Regions from separate parts of the Mus musculus genome. Here all the other regions are linked to region 2. A link is a contact called in public HiChIP or PLAC-seq, Micro-C and promoter capture Hi-C data. All regions are on one chromosome and are shown on one strand. The core of a region is the stretch at or near the end of the contact, and the rest is flanking DNA. Distances in the headings are between cores, read along the strand shown. Region 1 overlaps Galk2 (galactokinase 2). Region 2 holds the start of Dtwd1 (DTW domain containing 1). Region 3 overlaps Atp8b4 (ATPase, class I, type 8B, member 4). Region 4 has its middle 130 kb from the start of Dtwd1. Region 5 overlaps Galk2 (galactokinase 2). Region 6 overlaps Atp8b4 (ATPase, class I, type 8B, member 4). Region 7 has its middle 150 kb from the start of Dtwd1.

The links. Promoter capture Hi-C pulls out the DNA fragments that hold promoters and counts their contacts. A called contact is a pair of places that touch in the nucleus more often than the background predicts. HiChIP or PLAC-seq counts read pairs in DNA pulled down with a chosen protein or histone mark.
Region 1: a contact with region 2 is called in a Micro-C map of the G1E-ER4 cell line, with 5 times the contacts expected there. The contact joins the enhancer-like site here to the promoter of Dtwd1 in region 2. A contact is called at or near these places in 9 of 39 promoter capture datasets (the 3T3-L1 cell line, 3T3-L1-derived adipocytes, the HPC-7 cell line and 5 more), 17 of 484 Hi-C or Micro-C datasets (B cells, the BV-2 cell line, the C2C12 cell line and 9 more), 6 of 115 datasets of contacts at active chromatin or transcription factors (the NIH/3T3 cell line, astrocytes, bone marrow-derived macrophages and 3 more) and 3 of 9 other capture datasets (adipose tissue, liver and pancreatic islet).
Region 3: a promoter capture Hi-C map of the 3T3-L1 cell line shows a contact between it and region 2, with 5 times the contacts expected there. The contact joins the enhancer-like site here to the promoter of Dtwd1 in region 2. A contact is called at or near these places in 3 of 39 promoter capture datasets (the 3T3-L1 cell line, 3T3-L1-derived adipocytes and cranial neural crest), 1 of 484 Hi-C or Micro-C datasets (adipose-derived mesenchymal stem cells), 3 of 115 datasets of contacts at active chromatin or transcription factors (the HPC-7 cell line, bone marrow-derived macrophages and effector CD8 T cells) and 3 of 9 other capture datasets (adipose tissue, liver and pancreatic islet).
Region 4: a contact with region 2 is called in an H3K27ac HiChIP or PLAC-seq map of the NIH/3T3 cell line, with 2.5 times the contacts expected there. The contact joins the enhancer-like site here to the promoter of Dtwd1 in region 2. A contact is called at or near these places in 1 of 39 promoter capture datasets (cranial neural crest), 3 of 115 datasets of contacts at active chromatin or transcription factors (the NIH/3T3 cell line, bone marrow-derived macrophages and embryonic stem cells) and 2 of 9 other capture datasets (liver and pancreatic islet).
Region 5: a contact with region 2 is called in an H3K4me3 HiChIP or PLAC-seq map of bone marrow-derived macrophages, with 4 times the contacts expected there. The contact joins the enhancer-like site here to the promoter of Dtwd1 in region 2. A contact is called at or near these places in 3 of 39 promoter capture datasets (the 3T3-L1 cell line, 3T3-L1-derived adipocytes and the HPC-7 cell line), 1 of 484 Hi-C or Micro-C datasets (myocytes), 2 of 115 datasets of contacts at active chromatin or transcription factors (both in bone marrow-derived macrophages) and 1 of 9 other capture datasets (adipose tissue).
Region 6: a contact with region 2 is called in an H3K4me3 HiChIP or PLAC-seq map of bone marrow-derived macrophages, with 2.3 times the contacts expected there. The contact joins the enhancer-like site here to the promoter of Dtwd1 in region 2. A contact is called at or near these places in 2 of 39 promoter capture datasets (the HPC-7 cell line and cranial neural crest), 2 of 115 datasets of contacts at active chromatin or transcription factors (the NIH/3T3 cell line and bone marrow-derived macrophages) and 2 of 9 other capture datasets (adipose tissue and macrophages).
Region 7: an H3K27ac HiChIP or PLAC-seq map of the NIH/3T3 cell line shows a contact between it and region 2, with 2.5 times the contacts expected there. The contact joins the enhancer-like site here to the promoter of Dtwd1 in region 2. A contact is called at or near these places in 2 of 39 promoter capture datasets (the 3T3-L1 cell line and cranial neural crest), 3 of 484 Hi-C or Micro-C datasets (adipose-derived mesenchymal stem cells and embryonic fibroblasts), 5 of 115 datasets of contacts at active chromatin or transcription factors (the HPC-7 cell line, the NIH/3T3 cell line, bone marrow-derived macrophages and 2 more) and 2 of 9 other capture datasets (adipose tissue and pancreatic islet).

The regions. Positions count from the first base shown.
Region 1 is chr2:125,899,648-125,902,347 of GRCm38.p6, forward strand. All of the region lies in intron 5 of Galk2 (galactokinase 2), which reads left to right. Among named protein-coding and RNA genes, the nearest start is that of Galk2, 35 kb to the left of the region's middle. Within about 2 kb of position 1,299, at least 58 of the 459 cell types and tissues checked have an H3K27ac peak or open chromatin away from gene starts, as enhancers often do. A contact at or near this core is called in the C2C12 cell line, the G1E-ER4 cell line, the HL-1 cell line and 6 more, where this site is marked.
Region 2 is chr2:126,150,842-126,153,541 of GRCm38.p6, forward strand. It overlaps Dtwd1 (DTW domain containing 1), which reads left to right and starts at 1,300. Exons shown (of 5, transcript NM_026981.2): 1 at 1,300-1,373. It overlaps Fam227b (family with sequence similarity 227, member B), which reads right to left and starts at 1,163. Exons shown (of 17, transcript NM_029455.3): 1 at 1,070-1,163.
Region 3 is chr2:126,321,455-126,324,154 of GRCm38.p6, forward strand. Atp8b4 (ATPase, class I, type 8B, member 4) reads right to left here. Exons shown (of 28, transcript NM_001080944.3): 28 at 1-1,637. The coding sequence ends at 1,356. Among named protein-coding and RNA genes, the nearest start is that of Atp8b4, 170 kb to the right of the region's middle. Within about 2 kb of position 1,322, at least 36 of the 459 cell types and tissues checked have an H3K27ac peak or open chromatin away from gene starts, as enhancers often do. A contact at or near this core is called in adipose-derived mesenchymal stem cells, where this site is marked.
Region 4 is chr2:126,282,831-126,285,549 of GRCm38.p6, forward strand. No RefSeq gene overlaps it. Among named protein-coding and RNA genes, the nearest start is that of Dtwd1, 130 kb to the left of the region's middle. Within about 2 kb of position 1,466, at least 21 of the 459 cell types and tissues checked have an H3K27ac peak or open chromatin away from gene starts, as enhancers often do. A contact at or near this core is called in the NIH/3T3 cell line, where this site is marked.
Region 5 is chr2:125,932,753-125,935,452 of GRCm38.p6, forward strand. All of the region lies in intron 7 of Galk2 (galactokinase 2), which reads left to right. Among named protein-coding and RNA genes, the nearest start is that of Galk2, 68 kb to the left of the region's middle. Within about 2 kb of position 1,354, at least 46 of the 459 cell types and tissues checked have an H3K27ac peak or open chromatin away from gene starts, as enhancers often do. A contact at or near this core is called in bone marrow-derived macrophages, where this site is marked.
Region 6 is chr2:126,397,835-126,400,534 of GRCm38.p6, forward strand. The region is part of intron 12 of Atp8b4 (ATPase, class I, type 8B, member 4); the gene reads right to left. Among named protein-coding and RNA genes, the nearest start is that of Atp8b4, 92 kb to the right of the region's middle. Within about 2 kb of position 1,382, at least 7 of the 459 cell types and tissues checked have an H3K27ac peak or open chromatin away from gene starts, as enhancers often do. A contact at or near this core is called in the HPC-7 cell line and bone marrow-derived macrophages, where this site is marked.
Region 7 is chr2:126,302,025-126,304,724 of GRCm38.p6, forward strand. No RefSeq gene overlaps it. Among named protein-coding and RNA genes, the nearest start is that of Dtwd1, 150 kb to the left of the region's middle. Within about 2 kb of position 1,382, at least 51 of the 459 cell types and tissues checked have an H3K27ac peak or open chromatin away from gene starts, as enhancers often do. A contact at or near this core is called in the NIH/3T3 cell line, adipose-derived mesenchymal stem cells and embryonic fibroblasts, where this site is marked.

The sequences.
Region 1 (2,700 bases), core at 49-2,548, 250 kb before region 2:
GCACTGTCTAGAGGGAGGGCTGAAGTCAAAGACTTCACTTTTATATAATTAAATTTTATTATTATTATTATTTATTTATTTATTTTTGAGACAATGTTTTTCTGTGTGGCCCAGGCTGTCCTGAAACTCACTCTGTAGACCAGGCTGGCCTCGAACTCAGAAATTCACCTGCCTTTGCCTCCCAGGTGCTGGGATTAAAGGTGTGAGCCACCACTGCTCAGCAATTAATATTATTTTTAATGACTAGTCAAGTGCAGTGGAGAGAATGGGGGGGGGAGAGAAAGTGTTTCATTTTTATTTTTATTTTTTTAAGGGGAGGATTGGTAAAGCTTACTATTCTTTTTCTGACCCTTGATATAACTATCTGAGGGAAAAGTAAAAAAAGATAAAAAAGAACACTTGAACTTTTAGAATTAAATTTGGCTCTCTCTATTTCCCCACTTAAGAAATAGCAGATGTATATATTTTTATAGTACTATCTGAGCCCAGTGCTCTTACCCAGAGGGAAGGGCATGTGCGTCCTACTTCCTGATCCTCTAAGTAGTCCTGACCACACCTGCACTCATCTTTGCAAGGGGAGCGAAATCATGAAGAGGGGTTTGGTGGTGGTGGTTGTTGTGTTCTCTTGCTAAAATGAGACACAATCTTGACTGAAAGAAAATGGTATAATTTTCTCAGAGTCTTTAAGTGCCAACTCTACATGTGGCTCTTAACATCATCAGAGCACAAGAATTCAGTGAACTGTAGATATGAGATAGTTCAAAATTTCCCTTTGTATTAGCATTTCTATTAGTACCCTGGTAAGAACCACATAGTGTACAGAATAAAACTGAGCTCAATAAAGGGAGTGTTTATAGAGTTACCAGTTTGGGGAATGGTCTAGGAAGGGCTCCTGGGCTAGATGCCACATGGTTCAGGAGCAGCTTTGGAACCTCACTGTTGAAGTCTAGCAACAAGGGAATGAATGCTAGGGTAACAGGAATGGGAATGACAAAGAGGGTTGTGAATGGGAAGATGTCTGCAGAGGGCAATCTCCTGGGGCCAGAGCATACTGTGGGAAGCAGGGGCTGGGGAGAGTGATGAGGATAATAAGTGTGTTTCCTAAGGATACCAGGGCCTGCAGGGATCCGTGACTGAAGCTATTCCAGCTATTCACATTGAATAGGTCCTGTTTCGCTGCACTCATTATAAGTAGATGTGGAAATTATTCATTAATAAACTGAAGTTTTCTGGGTGGAGGCTAGTGCAACAAAATGTCCCCTTAAGCTAGACTCCAGAGAGTGGAAGTTATGAATGGCAGCGGTAAGTGCTAGATAAGCAGACAGCACAGGAAAATACTCAGGGCAAGGGAAGGCCCTATCCCCAAGATAGGCTTTCCTGATTTCAGGATGTCAGAATGAAGGCACATCCTCTCTTTCACCATCCTGTACTCAGTCTCTGAAGGAGGGAAATTAAGAAGCATAAACACAAGTTCTATCTTTGATAAACCTGAAACCACAAAACACAAAGATGGAAAGTGGACGAGAGAACGGTTGCATGACTTAGCAGAAGGAAGAAAGGTCAAAGCTAAGTGCCATGGGGAGGAGACATAGATAGAAGCAAGCTGACTCATCCTAGTCTCAGGGAAGGATAGAAAGAAAGCGGGGTGGAATGACAGGGTGGTGTGGTGTGGTGTGGTGTGGTGTGGTGTGGTGTGGTGTGGTGTGGGGCAGTGTTCTTTTTTGAAAACTAGTTAGAACCTCGAAGCTCTGTCTTACCTGGGACCATCCCAGCCTATGTGTACCGAAAGGTCCCTAGAGAAACATGGGGTACTTTCTGAAGGCTGCAAATGGATTTGGTAACTGGGAAATGACATGCTATTTTGCTTCTGAACAGTGAAGTTTCTAGTTCTCGATGCTCAGGTCAGCTCCAGCACACTGGCAGCCTTGTCATTTCACACCTTAGCAAGAGTACCAGAATGTCCTTGGAGGGAATGTAATGGGCCCATGACATGCAGTGTGACCCTGTCACGGTGATTTCCAAAGCTTTGTGTTTACTGACTCACTCTGAACTATGGTAAGGCATCCAAGGATAGTCAGATTTTGGAAGAAAACATCTCAAATAAAACAGACAGAATAAAAAGGAGAACACAAGGATGAATAGGGCCAACAATGCTGATAGGAAAGGAGACATTGTGTCTTCAGGCTGATGAGACTATGCTAAACTAAGTGCCTGGTTAAAGAACAGACACTAAGACCTTTCATATATGAAAAATGTAATCACTAACATATAAAATTTAGTAAGAGGATTGGAAAATTATCTGGTAGCATAGGAAATAAAAACAACTAATAAATGAGTGAAAAATAAGAAAATGTGTGAATCAGTTCCAGAAAATTCCAACTATTTAGAAGTAGCAGTGAAAGCAGCCACTAGAAGCAACAGTTGTTACCCCAGTGACAATGTGTTTAAATGCACTTAAAACCAATCACAAGTCTGGTTTTGATAAACCAAAGAGACATAAGTAATCCTTTGAGATTTGGTCTTTTGCTATGTATTGTGATGCTAAATACTGGCCCCTAAGGTTGCCCACAGGGATGAGAGAATCTGCACACCACACAAAGTAACACTATGTGACGTTGCTCCTTAGTTTAAAACTATTGGTTGAATAAAGATGCCAACAGCCTGTAGCTGGGCAGAAGAGAGATAGCTTCCCCATACCCT
Region 2 (2,700 bases), core at 50-2,549:
TACCATTCTGGTGGCTCTCACATTGCGTCTCAAAAGGTTAGTAACTTCTTTTTCTGTTTTGATAAGTGAAGGTATAGTGGACTGGCTGACATTTAGAATGACTTTTGTTCTGCATGCCTCTCTTTATTAAAACATTTTTGCTTAAAGTCTAAATTCAAATATCCATGGTCTAATTTCTACCTCACTCTCACTAGTTCTGAAATTCCTTTTCTGTATCCAAATCAGGAATACCAGTTTGGCTCGAGTTGAGGTCTCCAAAACATTAAGGGACCTATTCAGTCTGCTAAGAGTGACAGAAGGGATTCTCCTCTCCTCCTCTCCTCTCCCCTCCCCTCCCCTCCCCTCTCCTCTCCTCTCCCCTCCCCTCTCCTCCTCTCTCTTCCCTTCCCTTCCCCTTCTTCCTTCCCCTTCCCTTCCCTTCTCTTCTCTTCCTCTCCTCTTCTCTCTCTCTCTCTCCTCCTCCTCCTCCTCCTCCTCCTCCTCCTTCTTCTTCTTCTTCCTCTCTGTGTCTCTCTGTCTGTCTGTCTCTGTCTCTCCTATTCAAGTAGAAGCTACCACTCATGACCAGGCTGGAAATGGGCCTTTCTCCTACTTACAGGTGTGATCCTGGGAATTCATGTTAACCATTGTCTATTTTTCTGTTAAAACTTTTATATAAATTCTGGTGTGGTAAATATCAGTGTCCTGGCTTGTCATTCGTGATTACACACAAGGCTGTTCTTTTTCTCCCATTGGTTAATTTCATAATTCTCCACTCATTAAACAAATTGCTTGATATATGACAGTTTTGTTTCTAATTTAACAACTATTGTTTAGGTTTCTTTGAGGTGGAGCATAGAAAAATAATTTAATCACTTATCCACATATATTAGACTTTAAAAAAAAATAAAAGAAAAATACAGTAGGTGTCAACTCTGCGTGTTGTAAGCAAAGCACAAAATGCATAAACGGTTTTCCTAAGAAGTCTATCAAGCTTGAACTACCAACCACCTAAAGCTACAAGTCTGAGATCTCGTAAATATAGTATTTGGGGAGGTAAAGCGGTGTTACTAGCTCCTCACTAACTCACAGAAACTACTTTCGAAAAGGCTGTTCCGGAACACGTCCCCAGTTGCGCTGGGGGCCCACAACGGGCGGCACAGCAGGAAGCTGACGGTTCCTTTGGAACAGGTCACCCGGGAAGCGAAGGCGGGACTTCCGAACCAGTTCCTCCTGCTCGCCCACGGGATTCTCCCTCTGAGCATGCGCCGTGGTCAGCTTCCCCGTGGCCCTGGCAACCGCCAGGCCCCGCCCTCCGGTGTTCTGCGGAAAGCGCTCCGGGGGGGAGCGCGTGGAGCGGAGGCGGTACGGACCGAGAGTTGAGCGTGGTGCAGGTCGGCATCCCCTCGGGTCGGGTGGCTCGGGCCGGACGCCGGCCAGGCCCAGCGGAGGTCTCACTGCGGGCTAGTGCTGCGTGTGGCGTGCCCGTGGGGGCAAGACTTGAGTGGTCTGGGGCCTAAATGAAGCCTTATTAGGCTTCCCGAGTCGGCGTTGCTCACTCCTGGCAAGGCCAGCTCCCTGTGAGCACCGATCTGTAATTCAGGCTTTGGCGTGGTTTCGGCATGGTCGCGGGAAAAGGAAACCAGATGTGTGCTGTTACCGTCAGCCGATAAGCAGACGCGTTTCTTGTGTGTCTATTTCTTGGGAATGTGAGACAAGTATAGTAACACTTTGCGTTGCTAGTTCCACGAGGTTGGGTAAGGATGAAGAGCCCAAGATTGCAGCATTTCAGGGCTGTTTATGATTGAACTCCAAATGCAAAAATTTCCAAGACATTTCGCCTGTCATATAATGTGTTCTGTGGGAAGGGAGTCAAGTTCTGTGTTTAAAAAATGGCGGTGGTATCTTGGATGTTTAAAAAAAAGGGGGGGGGGGGCGAGAGGGATATTGTACCTCATCAAATTATACGATCAGTTCTTAGTACTTCACAAGCAAATATTGAAAACAGTCTTATCTGGTCCTGAATTTGTCCACAATTCAAAATAGGAGAAATTTAAAGAATATTCCCTTGGGAGGCAAATCAGCTTAGTGTGTTGGAAAAAGTAGCCTTGTTCCGCCGATCTGTGTAGTGCCCCAAAGTTGAGTAGAAAGATAAGTCCTGGATGCCTTCTACAGAGTGGTTTCAATTTAGTTGATAAGTATTTGAATCTATCTAAAAAAAATCAAGAATAGGTAAATCGGAAAGAGTTGTACTTTTGCCTCATTGAAAAGTGCCTCCAAATGAATATGTTTGTCCATATCAAATATGTGGACCCAGGGATAAGTAGTCAGAAGTGTAAAAGATTGTCTTTGTGTGAGTTTATAACTGAGTTAGAATCTGACTTTGAGCCTAAAAATAGATGTTATGTGCAAAGCAGACAGGATGAAACTGCATAAGTATCATTATTTTTAGAGAAATTGAGTGGAAAAAAAAGTTTTTCAGCCCAATTTGCAGAGTAGACCATCAGGATGCTAGTTATTTGCCCTAGGAACCGCCCTTGTTTTCTAATTCTTTACAACTCTCCCCCACCCAACTCCAGCTGCATCGCCCTGCACGTATTTGATGTTAAGTATAGGTATACTTACATGCATCTATGTCCTTGTTGTCATTGATTGTTATTATATACTACTGGAGACAATGTCAGAATCCACAGGCTGACAATTCAGTCACAAAATTGTCCC
Region 3 (2,700 bases), core at 72-2,571, 170 kb after region 2:
GTAGATAAATCTATTCCCCAGTCTACAGTTTTATTTGCTTTCTATCATACTTAGCAACCTCATTTCTTTGACAGTCCCACTGGCGACTGGCATCCCAGGTCCTGAAGTCTCTCCCCTCTGCTTCTCTGATGATGAGTTAGCTAAAGCCTGATGAGTACATTCGTATGTGAGTTGTGTTTCTGATGGTTTGAGAATGTGTGCTTGATAGTCATCAACCACGGGAGGTAGGTAGTGCGTCCTGACTTTGTAGAGGAGTCTCAGGAAAGGCACCTTACCTCCCCATCACGGAGGTAAGTGGGTGTCAGCAGCAATTTGAATACAGAACCTAGTGAGTTGTCTACAGATCCCCAAATTGGGCTGCAATGTCTATTTTAAAAATCAGCTTCATCTATATATCTATACATTTAGATGTTTGAGCCATAAACAGGACAGCTAGACACTAAAAGGAACTGAGTCTCAATGGCCTAAGCCTGAGTGAATGGTAACAGTAGAGACTGCCTGTAGAGACTTTCAAGTTTCAAGTTTTTAAATGGGATCTGTCAGCAGCATTTGCCCATGGCCTGCATGGAACACTGTCAATAAAGGGCAGTGTTCTACCACGCTGATGGTTCTGTCTGCATCCATGTAACATGCAACGGATTACTACTGACATTGTCACACAAGTCCTTGACACATTAGGGACATTAGAGGAGCCACTGTATTTTGTCCCCACATGGAACAGTCTGAACACTCTCTCTATAAACCTAACCATGTTAGCAGCCCCCTCGGCAGAAACATTCAGTTGCTTTTGTCCCTGTTTGTAAACAGATAACCCCACGGACTTTTTAATGCATTCTCTGAGCATGTAAGGCTTTGTTATCCTGGCAAGGGGAGCTCAAGTCTAGAGAAAGACTCACTCTCGATCTGAGAGCACCACACCACATACTTTAAATTCTGCAATTGCATCTGGGAAAGGCACTCTTCACGTACGTGGTGTATCTGTTGACATGCGTTTTTGGTTGAAACACATCATTGGAACATACCTTTTACATACCTAAGACCCATCCAACATAGATGCTAATTTACGGCCTTTTTTTTTTTTCCATAAATAAGATTCAAAATTCGGATGGATTGGTGTTTAAGTTAATAAAATCTGTACTTGTCCCATGAGGCCTTGGTCTACAGAATCACAGATTGGACAGTGCCCATCTGGCCTGGAATCCTGCAGAAAACATCGCTATCTGACAGGCGTTGGCAGCTGGAGGCCATGGATTTAAGTTAAGCAATGTGATCTGCCCTGCTCCTGGCCCCTGAGCTGCCTAAGCTCAGCCCCAGATGAGGTGAAAAGACGGCTTTGTGGTCAAGTCTATCTTGACTCACAATTTCACTGTCTTATCATGACTAAAGCCGCTCACCGCGTCTGTGGTTTTCTTACATAAATTTTCAATCCAGCTCGTGTTATTATAAAGCTTCTTTTCCAGCCCCGATGCTGGGGCTGGACTTTTCGCTCGCATATTTTTTCCAGATGTGATGAGCTCTCCGTAGCCCTCCTGGTGAGCAAACGCGTATCCAGATCTTCTAGAGCTCGACCTGCGGGTCTGAGGCCTTCTGCTTCGCAGGGGTCTTTTCTTTCGCTGAGCTTTCTGCCACCGGCGGATCTGGAGAGAAAGAGCGCCACAGTGCAACCGTGAACCCAAGCATTAGACTCCAGACACCCAGCCACCGAGTAAAACGGAAGCCATTTTTGTTACTTAATTGAACGGCTACAACAAGAGAATCTTTGTCTTTACTCCAAAAGGAAACGTTAAGCCTAAAGCCGTAACATTCTCCACCTCAAAGAGGACACTAGACACTAATCAATTTTTTCCCGTTCTCGTGTAAACAAGAAACATTCCGATAAAATTCATTACTGACTCAATTTCATGGGCCATATGGTGAGTTGGGGGGTCAGGGGGTTGTTTTGTTTTAGTAACAGTGTTGGGAACAGAGCCCGGGATCTTGAGCATACTTTTGTATAGAATGTTATGTCTATAGTCCCAATACCCCGTCTTTCACCTCTCTTTCCCTTTTAGAGGCTCTCTAGATCTTGCAGTCACTAGTAACTGAATTAGGAGAAATTTTCAGAAATTAGACTCAGAATGTTCTCCCTCTTAAGGAAGGTCAACTTATCATGAGACTTCTGAGCTTTTCATTTATTCTGGTTTGGGGTGTGTGTGTATGTGTGTGTGTGTGCGTGTCTATGTCTGTCTGTCTGTTTTTCTGTCTGTCTGTGTCTGTGTTTATGTCTGTATGTGTATCTCTGTGTATGTCTGTGTGTCTGTGTGTGTGTGTCTGTGTATGTCTGTGTGTCTGTGTGTTTATGTCTGTATGTGTATCACTGTGTATGTCTGTGTGTCTGTGTGTTTATGTCTGTATGTGTATCACTGTGTATGTCTGTGTGTCTGTGTGTATCTGTGAGTCTGTGTGTTTATGTCTGTATGTGTATCTCTGTGTATGTCTGTCTGTCTGTGTCTGTGAGTCTGTGTGTTTATGTCTGTATGTGTATCTCTGTGTATGTCTCTGTGTGTGTGTCTGTGTGTGTGTGTGTGTTTATGTCTGTATGTGTATCTCTGCATATGTCTCTGTGTGTATGTAATTTACAAATATGAAGGTGTTGCTTTTTAAACAACATCTCCAGCACAGCCCCAAAATCAGAGGCTCAGGAAAACATTGTGGGGGGGG
Region 4 (2,719 bases), core at 216-2,715, 130 kb after region 2:
TGGACACCTGTCAAATACTTTAAAATGGGTTTATCATCCTTGGTTTGCCATAAATGCCTTTGAAAACAATAAACTCTTTAATGAGAAAAATACACAAGATTAAAGCCTGCACCCAACTTTCATCAACTTCAAATTAAGATGCCCTTCTTGCAGATAACACCCTATGCTCAGCATTTGAAATTTCCTAGGCATGGGTACTATTCAGGGAACTTTTATTCTGAAATTACCTCAGGAATCCATAACACATTTTGTGTATATTCTTAGTAGCAGCATCTTCGTCCTCAGGGTAGAATAAACTTGGGGAAAAGGACAGCCCATCGCTAAAGATCATTTGGCACTAAAGCTAATGAACACAGTAGGCAATGAAATTGGGCATTGCCTTTTTTGGTAAAAAAAAACAAGTAGAGAGTAGAGGAACAGGGCCCATTTTCTTTCTGACTCATGGGTTGGCTCTGCAGGCAGTTCTAAAAGAGGATTGTTGGAAAGGATTTGGACAGTGTGGCAGTATCATAACTAGTGGCATCTCCTATTCAGTCATATAACAAATATTTATGAGGCAATGAATAGGGAGAAATTGCCCGTTTCCTTTTAGCTGTGTGTATTTGTGATGTCCAGGACATACTTCATGACCATACCTTACAGATAGTTTTTAATCAGGCAACAGATTCTCTCCTTCATGCCTCCTTCAGTCACTGGCCTCTCCCAATATAGCTTTCTCTCTCACACACACATTTTCCATTAAATGCACATCTCACTATAAACATTATGATTTAGCCATATGTGACCTTTAACATTCAATAGATAGATAGATAGATAGATAGATAGATAGATAGATAGATAGATAGATAGATGATAGATAGACAAATAGAGATAGGTATATGATATATATGATTAATATATATCAATCATATAATATATTTCTACCTCTCTAGCTCTATCACTATATACATATATACATGTATATATATATATATATATATATATATATATATATATATACATATATACATGTATATATATATATATATATATATATATATATATATATATATATATATATAGCTTAGAATGACTGCCAGTATAGACTTAGCAGGTCAGTTTTCTTAACTGGGTTGTTGCTTGGTTTTCCTCTCTTTCGTGGTGCTAAGGATCACATGCAGGTCCCGTGCATGCCAGGCAAGCACTCAACCACTGAGTACATCCCCGCTGAGCCCAGGTCTCCTGACTGAAGCTCAGGCTGCCTTCAAGGTTACCCTCTTCACATTTCTACCTCTGAGAGTTAAGATATGAACTGGAACTAGCAGGCTTTTGCCAGCAGAGCTAGCTACACCTAACCACACATGGAAATCATTTTCCACCTTCCGGGGCAAATTGCAAAACCACTGGAATGAAGCAGATGAGGACTGAGGTAGATCAGAAGAGTCAGCCCTAGACACAGGCCAGGCCGTGACGTGCACAGTCATCAGAAAAGTCAGCCCTAGACAAGGGCCGTGACGTGCACAGTCACCAGGAGGAGGCGGTCCCTTTAATCACACAGCTGTAGCAAGGAAAGTGATTTGGTGTGACAATCAGCCAGTTTGTTTTGCTAAAGAAAAGCATGGGACAGAAAAAAAAATGGTAGTAAGGCAGATAGGTTATGACTGCAAGTGGTGGTGGTAGCCAAAGGCTCTACCATTAGGGAGAAGAGGGGGAAGGAAGGAAGGAAGGAAGGAAGGAAGGAAGGAAGGAAGGAAGGAAGGAAGGAAGGAAGGAAGGAGAAATGGAGGGGGGAGGGAAGAGAAGGAGAGGAAAGGAGAGGGAAGGGAAGGTAAAGGAGAGGGAAGGAAGGGAACGGAAGGGAAGGGAAGGTAAGGTAAGGTAAGGTAAGGGAAGGGAAGGGAAGGAAGACTGCTTGCCCAGAAAGACACAATGAATTTTACACCCTCCCCGAAAGTTTCCAATGAACTTGGAATAATAAAGTTTATGAAACCAAACCCACACTACAGATCATTTGAATCCAACATCCTGGGCATGGACTCCATATTTCACTTTGGGTCACTAAGTTTCTAGTGTCTAGCTAGAGTTGAGAGCTAATGATGGCCTCTCATTTCGTGTTAAAGAAGAAGAAATGAAACTTGAGTATTTTATACTGACAACCTGAGAACCAGGCAAAGAAGAGGAGACCAGCAGATAAACAGTGATGGCATAGACATGGGTTGGGTCAAAGAGTTTAGATTGGGTGAACTGGCCATGGCAGAAGTAGATTCTTTAAGTAGTCAAGTTATTTGGCTTCAAGGCATCTCTGAGAGAACCATGCCTACATGTGGACAGGATATGAAGACAATTTTGGCACCATCAGCTGGTAACTCAATCTCTATGAGCCTCAGTATTTTCATCTGTAAAATGGGAATACCAATCACACCTGTCTTGCCAGATGCACATATTCTAGCCAGAGCAGAAAACTAACAAGCAGAAAGTCCTTCTAAGTCATAGTTCCTTAAATAGAATTTCATAACTAAATGTGGAAATCAAGAAAAGTTTGGCTGTGGTAAATGGCTTCTGGATATGCAGCAACCAAAAACTAATTCAAAATCCAATATATAACAGGTTTAAACACTAACCCTTGTTGCATGCATAACTTCACAGTGAGCACTCTACCCTACCTGGCCCTAGCTCCACACAGTACCAACAGTCATTATGGGAAACACACAACCCTCGCTGCAATATGCTGTGTCTTATA
Region 5 (2,700 bases), core at 104-2,603, 220 kb before region 2:
TAGGGTGAGTTTCTTTGTGTGCCCTTTCCTGGCCTGTAATCTCTGTCCTGAGAAGGGCAGTCCAGGCTGGCTGGGTACTTTACCTGCACCCATGTAATTTTTAGTTGTGCAATCTCTGCCATGCAAATAAGGGAAGTGCTGGCTGCATAGTTCAGTCCTGGTCCAAGGCTCAGGCCACAGGCCTCCAGGCTGAAGTTCTATGGTATTAGATTACAGCATTCCAGACTGGCAGTTTAGGATTCCTGGACCATGCTAGTGAAAGTTCTCTAATGGGAACCAGCCCTATTTGTTGATCTCTTATTAAGTGTCCTCCCCCATACTTGACTATCCCTGTAAGGCCTAAGGCTGGTATATCTTACCTCAGCATCTCCTAGTATCCCCTGCAGTCACAAGGGCATGGCTACCACCCTCAAGGGCCTTCCCACATGTTCAGTACAGTTTTGTTTTGTTTTTATTTAGCCTTCTTTGAAATATTTCTAAATGACCCTCAAAGAAGCCTTACTTCCTTATTTATAAGGTAAGCAGAGATCTCGCTACAGTTTGTAGCACTTATACTTCTTAGGTATGTAGAGGGATCCCCATACTTGTAGAGAGAAAGAATTGGGACAGAGTAGTCATTCCTTCATTTAATAGATGTTCATCCTAGGCTCATGTCAGCCAGTTAGGGACACAAAAATTAACAAGATGGATGCAGTTCATATCTCAGGTAAAACAGAATGTGGAAGTGGAGAGACATGTTAAACAAATGCCCATTTCCGGAAAGCACTGTTGACTTGTAGTCGTCCTCTGCCCCTGGCTATGCTTTCTCTTCTGCAGTAATCCCCCAGCCTTGGCAGGAGGGTGTGATACCGATGTAGTATTTAGGGATGAGTGTTCCAAAGTCTGCTATTCTCTGCACCTCTATCAGTTGTGGGACTCTGCAGTGATCATCATCTATTTCTGCTATTATTTTACTAACTGGGTGGGGTAATAAACTGACTCCTATTGACTTACTATGAAAGCATCCGTAGCTCTCATAGAGTCTTCTATTTGACTCCTGCTTTATAAGGCTGTCAAGTTCAAAGAGTACAGCTACAGCAATTTAGGAAAAGTAAGTTTTTGTTGTTTTGTTTTTTTCTTCCTGGAAAATTTGGGGATTGAACTTCTTTTTTTTTTTTAAATAAAGATTTAAATTTCTAAATTTTAGTCTACTCATTGAGATAATTATTAAAATTGTGAAGGGAGATGTAATATTAAGCTTCATAGCACCTTGGCAGTACACAGATGGAGCAGAAGCAGTGCTTGTTCAATGACCATTTCCTGCTGGGACACACTTCCTCTTTGGGAGGTGGCAGCCCCAGGGTTCTCCCTGAGGGATTACTCACTGCTGTTTCTACCTTGAGGTTGATGAGTAAGTGCTGGTGTCCTGAGGAGACTCCAGACATATACAACTTTATTTTCTGGCTCTTAACACGGAATTCTAGCCTCTCTGCCAGAGCCACAGTGACCTGGAACAAGTGTGATGCATGTGACAGCTTCGTGTTGTGACTGCTCCCTTCTAAAGACACAGGAAGAATCCGGAGCTAGCCTGTATCTCTGAAACAGTAGTGAGACTGCCAGGCCCTTTGGGGAATGTCTTCAGAGAGCTGACTAGAAGAGAGGGCATGTCTTTTGTAGCTGAGGTTTTTAATCAAATTCAGAGCCTCTTATTATTGCGGATGTCTCCTGAGGACCTTGTGTGTACCCTAGGCTGGCCTGGAACTGGTCTAGAATGCCTCAAAATTGCCACCCTCCAGCCTGTATCTCCTAGGTGCTAATAATGATCATGTGCCATCACATCTAGTTGAAATACATTGGAATTTAATTGTATAACTCCATATGTGCCATTGAAATTGGCAACTGAATTTGGCTACTTGGTACATATTGCTTTCCAAGATGATATAGCTAAAACACATTTTAAAAACCAAATTTTCTCATAAATAAGACTTAATTTGCTTAAAAGCAGGCACAGTTCCTTTTTCTCAGTTAGTTCTTGGAGAATTTAATGGCGTGTCTTTTGATAGTAATCACACTCCACCCCTTAACCAGCCAAATTTGTCTTTTTTTAAACCCTGAAGTTCATGTTGGGTGGCAGTATATGCCTTTAATCCCCCCATTATTGGGGAAGCAGAGGTCAGCCTGGTCTACATAATGAGTTTCAGGCTAGCAGTTGTGACATTGTAAGATTCTGCCTCAAAAACCAAACCAAACTGAACCAAAAGTAACGACGACACCAATACTCTAAACTACAAACCCCAACTAAACCCACTGAGTCCTATTTTTCTTGGAGGGTTTGGCCATACACTGGAGCATGGTTGAATGACCAGGGGCCACACTCTTAAATTTGACTTCAAGAAAATTTACTACATTTCCCAGCAGTTGTCAATTGCCAATCACTTCTTAGGTAGGGGAGGAACATCACGCCCACCTCCCCTTTCCATGCTGAGATTTTATCTGACTTGAGCTTACACAGGTGTTGTGTGGCTTGCTGTCACACTGCTGTGAGTTGATCTCACAACTACTATGTTGTGTTTGGAAACCACGGTTTCATTTTAGTCCTGTACTGCCTCTGGCTCTTAGATTCTCTCCACCTCTTCTTTCTCAGTGAGCATTGGGAAGAAGGATTATGATAAGATGTCCCATTAATGCTGAGAATTCTACAGCCTTTTACTGTTGTCAACT
Region 6 (2,700 bases), core at 132-2,631, 250 kb after region 2:
GAGAGAACCTGTCAATACATGAACACGCAAAGCTTTGCCAAAATCCTCAAGACTTTTAAAAACAAAAATATATAAGTGCTTTGTCCTTAGGTCCTAGCAATCTTCAGAAATGCCTCCACTGAAAATCTGCCCATAAACCTTGGTGCCCAAGGTATTTCCTTTCAGCATCATAAAGTGATATGGCTGGCTCATCAGAAAGCCTCAGGCAAGGGCCTGCGGTTCTCTCTATTAAAAAAGCCCAGTAGAGTGTTTTCTGTGGCACATTCACTTGAAACTCAATCTGCATCGCAGAGTAAATGGTTCCTTACTGAAGATATTTGGCATATATCTAGTTGGAAGATATTTGGCATATATCTAGTTGGAAGATATTTGGCATATATCTAGTTGGAAGATATTTGGCATATATCTAGTTGGAAGAAATGTGTCCTGAGACATTGATCTGGTTTTACTTTCAAAAGAAGTCAGCAATAAGTCTCCACTAAGCAGTAAACAAACCGTGATCAATCCTGGCTAAAAACAGTTTGTCACTGTCCGTCTACTAGGAAGAGTGCAGTCTTTGTGCAGTAATGGATTATACATTCAAACTCCAGAAAGGGGAAGTCTGTGGCCAAAGGACTAAGTCCAAATGTCTGTCATCTATGATGCCAAATGGGGTGCCCAAAAGATTATTGCAATGTGAGGTATCAGTTTTCATAGAAATTTATTAAGGGATTTTCTTAGGCTTCTATTGTATTAACTGCTTGGAAAAAAACTGTATTTCATAAAATTAAGGGCAGCCTCAATGATAAGAATATGGTTTTTTCCCAGAAATCCCATTTTAAAGGTATTATATTGTAACATATTCAGTTTTGCTTTATTTTTATATAGTTCCATACCACAGCAGGACAGATTTGTTCCTGGACATCATGTTTGTTATTGATAGGCTAGGTTTTTTAATTATTGCTGATCTAAAAAAAAAAAACTTTAAAGTCCTGTGTGTGTGTGTGTGTGTGTGTGTGTGTGTGTGTGTGTGTGTGTGTATGTGTGTGTGTGTGTCTCACATTATCAGATACTTAGCTGAATTCTATCAGGGGTGTATATCATTTTGGATGCCTAGGTTTATAATCACTTGTATGCATGATTTTTTTCTGAATTGGTTTGTTTTAGTTTAATTAGTCCTGTCTTTACTCATTGAACTTCAATTCATGTCTTTGTATATTAATAAGAGCATTTGAAAGAACATAAAATTGCACCAATAATAGCACCGACCTACAATTTATTTCTGATCTGAGTAGGATTTCTTATCTTTACAGGAAGAGGGCTAGATGGTGTGTGAGAATTCTGAATGCTGTGCATCTAGTTCTAAAGGCTGGGCACAATACTTCCCTCTCAGAGTAACATGAGACCAGGTCATCTCTGAGTTTCCCCTAAACTAAAACCACACAATGACTAACATAAAACCCTATGAGAGAAAGATGAACAGATCTTAATTCTGCATGTGTTTATATATTTTAATGTGTGTTTTACTTTTCTGCCCCTCTCCCTGCATCCCTAACTAGCCACTCTGGCTCGGGTTTTTGCAGAGTAGCTTACTGTTTCCTTATTCCTTTACATGGGGAGGTGTTAGGACTAATAACAGTTCAGACCCATCATCCAACCTGTCCTAAACAGGCAGACCGTGTCAAGTGAGTAGGTTCTAGCCCTCTAGTCTCTAACTTCACCAATTAGGAAATTATGGCTTGCAAGATTAAGTGACTAACCCAACTCACACACACACACACACACACACACACACACACACACACACACACACACAATAACCAGAATCCCAGCATCTGTTACAGGCAATGCAAACCTGGCCTTCACTATGGTATTACGCAATAATCTCCCCTTACTGAAGGTTCACTTCCTATAGTTTCAGTTACCCACAATTAACTGTATCCAAAACATATTTGATGGAAAATTCCAAAATTAAACAATTTTTGCTTTAAGTTGTGTAATGCTCCCAAAGGGTGAACTGTTACCCCATCCTATCCTGCTCTGCCTGGATCTACCACACCTGAGATGTGATAGACCCTTAGCTGATACATTCCTCAGCATACACTATCCACATAGCAGCCATCTTAGCTACCAGATCTATTAGTAGGGCACTGAAGTGTCTGTGTCCAGGTAATGTTATCACAATGCTTAAGTCATCAACCACACTTCATCCTATCCTTCTGACATTATATCATCATATATCAAAGCAGGGTATACTGGTTGGTTTTGTGTCAACTTGACACAAGCTGGAGTTATCACAGAGAAAGGAGCTTCAGTTGAGAAAATGCCTCCATGAGATACAGCTGTAAGGCACTTTCTCAATTAGTGATCAAGTGGGGAAGGCCCATTGTGGGTAGTGCCATCCATGAGCTGGTAGGTAGTCTTGGGTTCTATAAGAAAGCAAGCTGAGCAAGCCAGGGGAAGCAAGCCAGTAAATAACATCCCTCCATAGCCTCTGCATCAGCTCCTGCTTCCTGACCTGTTTGAGTTCCAGTCCTGACTTCCTTTGGTGATGAATAGCAGTATGGAAGTGTAAGCTAAATAAACCCTTTCCTCCCCAGCTTGCTTCTTGGTCATGATGTTTGTGCAGGAATAGAAACCCTGACTAAGACACAAGGGTACACACAGAACAATGTAATACCTTGAAACAAGAAAGCCATGTTATATAACTTTTACTGTACT
Region 7 (2,700 bases), core at 132-2,631, 150 kb after region 2:
ATCTCTTCTTAAATGTACTGCTGAATATTCAGGATTCCAACTAGTCTCAGGCAACAGAGGAACTCTTCAAATGCAGGCTTATCAGATTCTGGGCTCAGATGCAGCCATCTTTGAGATGAAAACATGTGGAATGTGAAGGCATATACAGGTGATCACCAACAAAAGTGGCCACCTTTTGTTAACTCTGTTCCTGGCACATTGCCATGATAGTCTAACTTTGTTACCTTGATCAGTCTACAAACAGAATCCTTTAGAAAGGTACCATTGTCTCTTTTGCAGGTTGTAGTTGCCTGCAGCCACACTAACTGGGTTCCTGAGTGGGAGGCAGGAGCTGTATGGGAGAAAACGGTGAGAGAAATAATGGAGGCCAAGACATATTTCTGTTCAAGGCCCCAAGTTTACTAAGAGTCTGTACTTATAAAGACAGGAGGCTCATCCTCTGACAATCCGTTCTTGATGCCTGTTACCAGCCTGTAGGCCATCTGCCGGATGTTGTCTCAGACCTGCTGTTTCTGGAATATCTCAAGGGCCTCTCAGCAGGTACCAGTGTCTTGGAGAAGAGCAGCAGCAGATGACAGAACAATAGAGCCATCTAGGTCGGAAGGCTTTACCCCAGGTGGTCTCATTCTCAGTGGCAGCAAGGTCAAAGTCAGTCTACTCCAGGCTGGGGGAGGCTACAGCAGGTAGAAGAATCAAGACCCAAAATGAGTGAGAAATCTTCCCAAGAAACTTGTAAGAAGAAGTGGAGTTTTCACTCTGTTGGGTCACTTTCTGGGACCAGTAGTTTTATTCCATCATTCCTCCAAGAAGGCTTTTGTGATTTCCCCATTTGTTAGGCATATATCAGATCTGGTGGCACTTACATTACAGGCTTTAAATATTATGTAATAATTACTTAAGATGCCCTATGACAGTATAGCAACACTATAGCTGGTACATAGTAGCCAGTTGATGCTTACAGAGTGAAGAATGTACACCAAAAGCATTTGTCTAGAGTTATAAGTCATGAGCTGATTTCAGAGAAAATTAGCAACCATGCACAAGAGCCAAACTGAAACTCTCCCCCTGCCTTCCCTCTGGCCCTAGAGAGGAAGGGTATTTGTCTTGGAGACTTGTACCCAGCCTCTTCAAATACCAGAGGTGAATAAAGGCCCCTAGAATCCAGGACATTTACCTCCTCCAGTTAACCACATCAGAACATTCTGGTCTAATCAGAGCCTATGATTCTAGCTATGTTTCAAACATCTTTCCCCACAGACTGGGAGCCAAGGGAATGACTTAGCATGACTCACTAGGAGTCAAGGGAAAGTGAGTGCTGCTGTGGTTTCTCCTCTTGGTTGAAAGGTCAGCTGGTCCCGGGATGGGCACCCCATGGGGTCTGAATTGCCAGGATGACATCTTTTCTCTCCTCATTTATCCTCATAGCTCTCCCTTCTTTACCCCTCGGAACTGAATGACACCTCAGGGGACTTATGTCTGAATCATACCAGGAGGTCAAGAGTGAGGAAATAAGAGATTTGGACAGACATCCTTCCCTCAGCTAAGTGAATAATAGTCCTAGTAGTCATAATAACCAGCAGTCATTGACGTGTGTGGTATGCCAGCCACTGCACTAGGAGCTGTAATGCATAGCAAATGTGAACTCTCTCCTCTGTTGGGTACCAACCATGATTCTCACAAGCAGGATTCTCACAAGCACCACCTCTTTAATACTCACAACAATCCCATGATGTGGGTCCAATTATTATTACCATTTTACAAAATGGGCATAACTACACACACACACACACACACACACACACACACACACAGAGAGAGAGAGAGAGAGAGAGAGAGAGAGAGAGAGAGGCAGAGGGAGAATAACTTTATTAACTTGCTTAAGGCAAGCAGAGCTAGAAGAGGAGGTAATGGGACATTTAGAACCTGGTTTGGGAGCTTATTAATGAACTTATTTAAATATCTGATCTTTGCCAAGATAACTAGGCTTCCTATTTCACAGATGATGAAGCTCCGTGTCAAGAGTGTTAGATGTTGGCATTACCTTAGTAACAACTAACTGAGAGGGGTGGGGTGAGACTCTATTCTGAGTTCTTTCCATAGCATCATGCTAAACTAAAGCTCCATTGAAATACATCACAGAAAAAAAGTAATTTTTACAAATCGTCAAAGAAGCAAACTCCTCGGAAACAGTTTTCTGAAGTCTCTGGGGACTCTGACTCTGTGCGGGACACCTTTTTCTCAGCAAGCTGATGTTTCACCTTTCTTTCTAATTAACAACCCTCCCAAAGATAAGGCTTTGTGAGGCAAGCCTGCACCAGTACCGACCAGTGCAGGCAGCATGTCTCTTTGAAGTTGACCTCCAATCCCAGGAAGGAGCTCAAAGATTGGGCACCGGGGAGGTCTCATTGCACTTGTTGACCCTAAGCTCAGACAGAGAAGCTAAGATCTCAAAGGGAATTCCACACTTGTGTACTCTCTTCCTTCTGATACCCAGCTCACTTGCTTGTTTATTAAAGAATGAAAATGAATAGAGAGAACGTAGGTAGCCTTATTACCTCCATGATAACTTTAAGAACTGGCATTGGTGATTCCTCTATGAGCTGGGCCAGTTCCTGGCCAGTGTTCTTAATCTCTGGCTCAGATGGGGAGTTGCCACTTGCTTATTTCTTGCCTCTTGGAGAACCATATTTGCCTTGATTC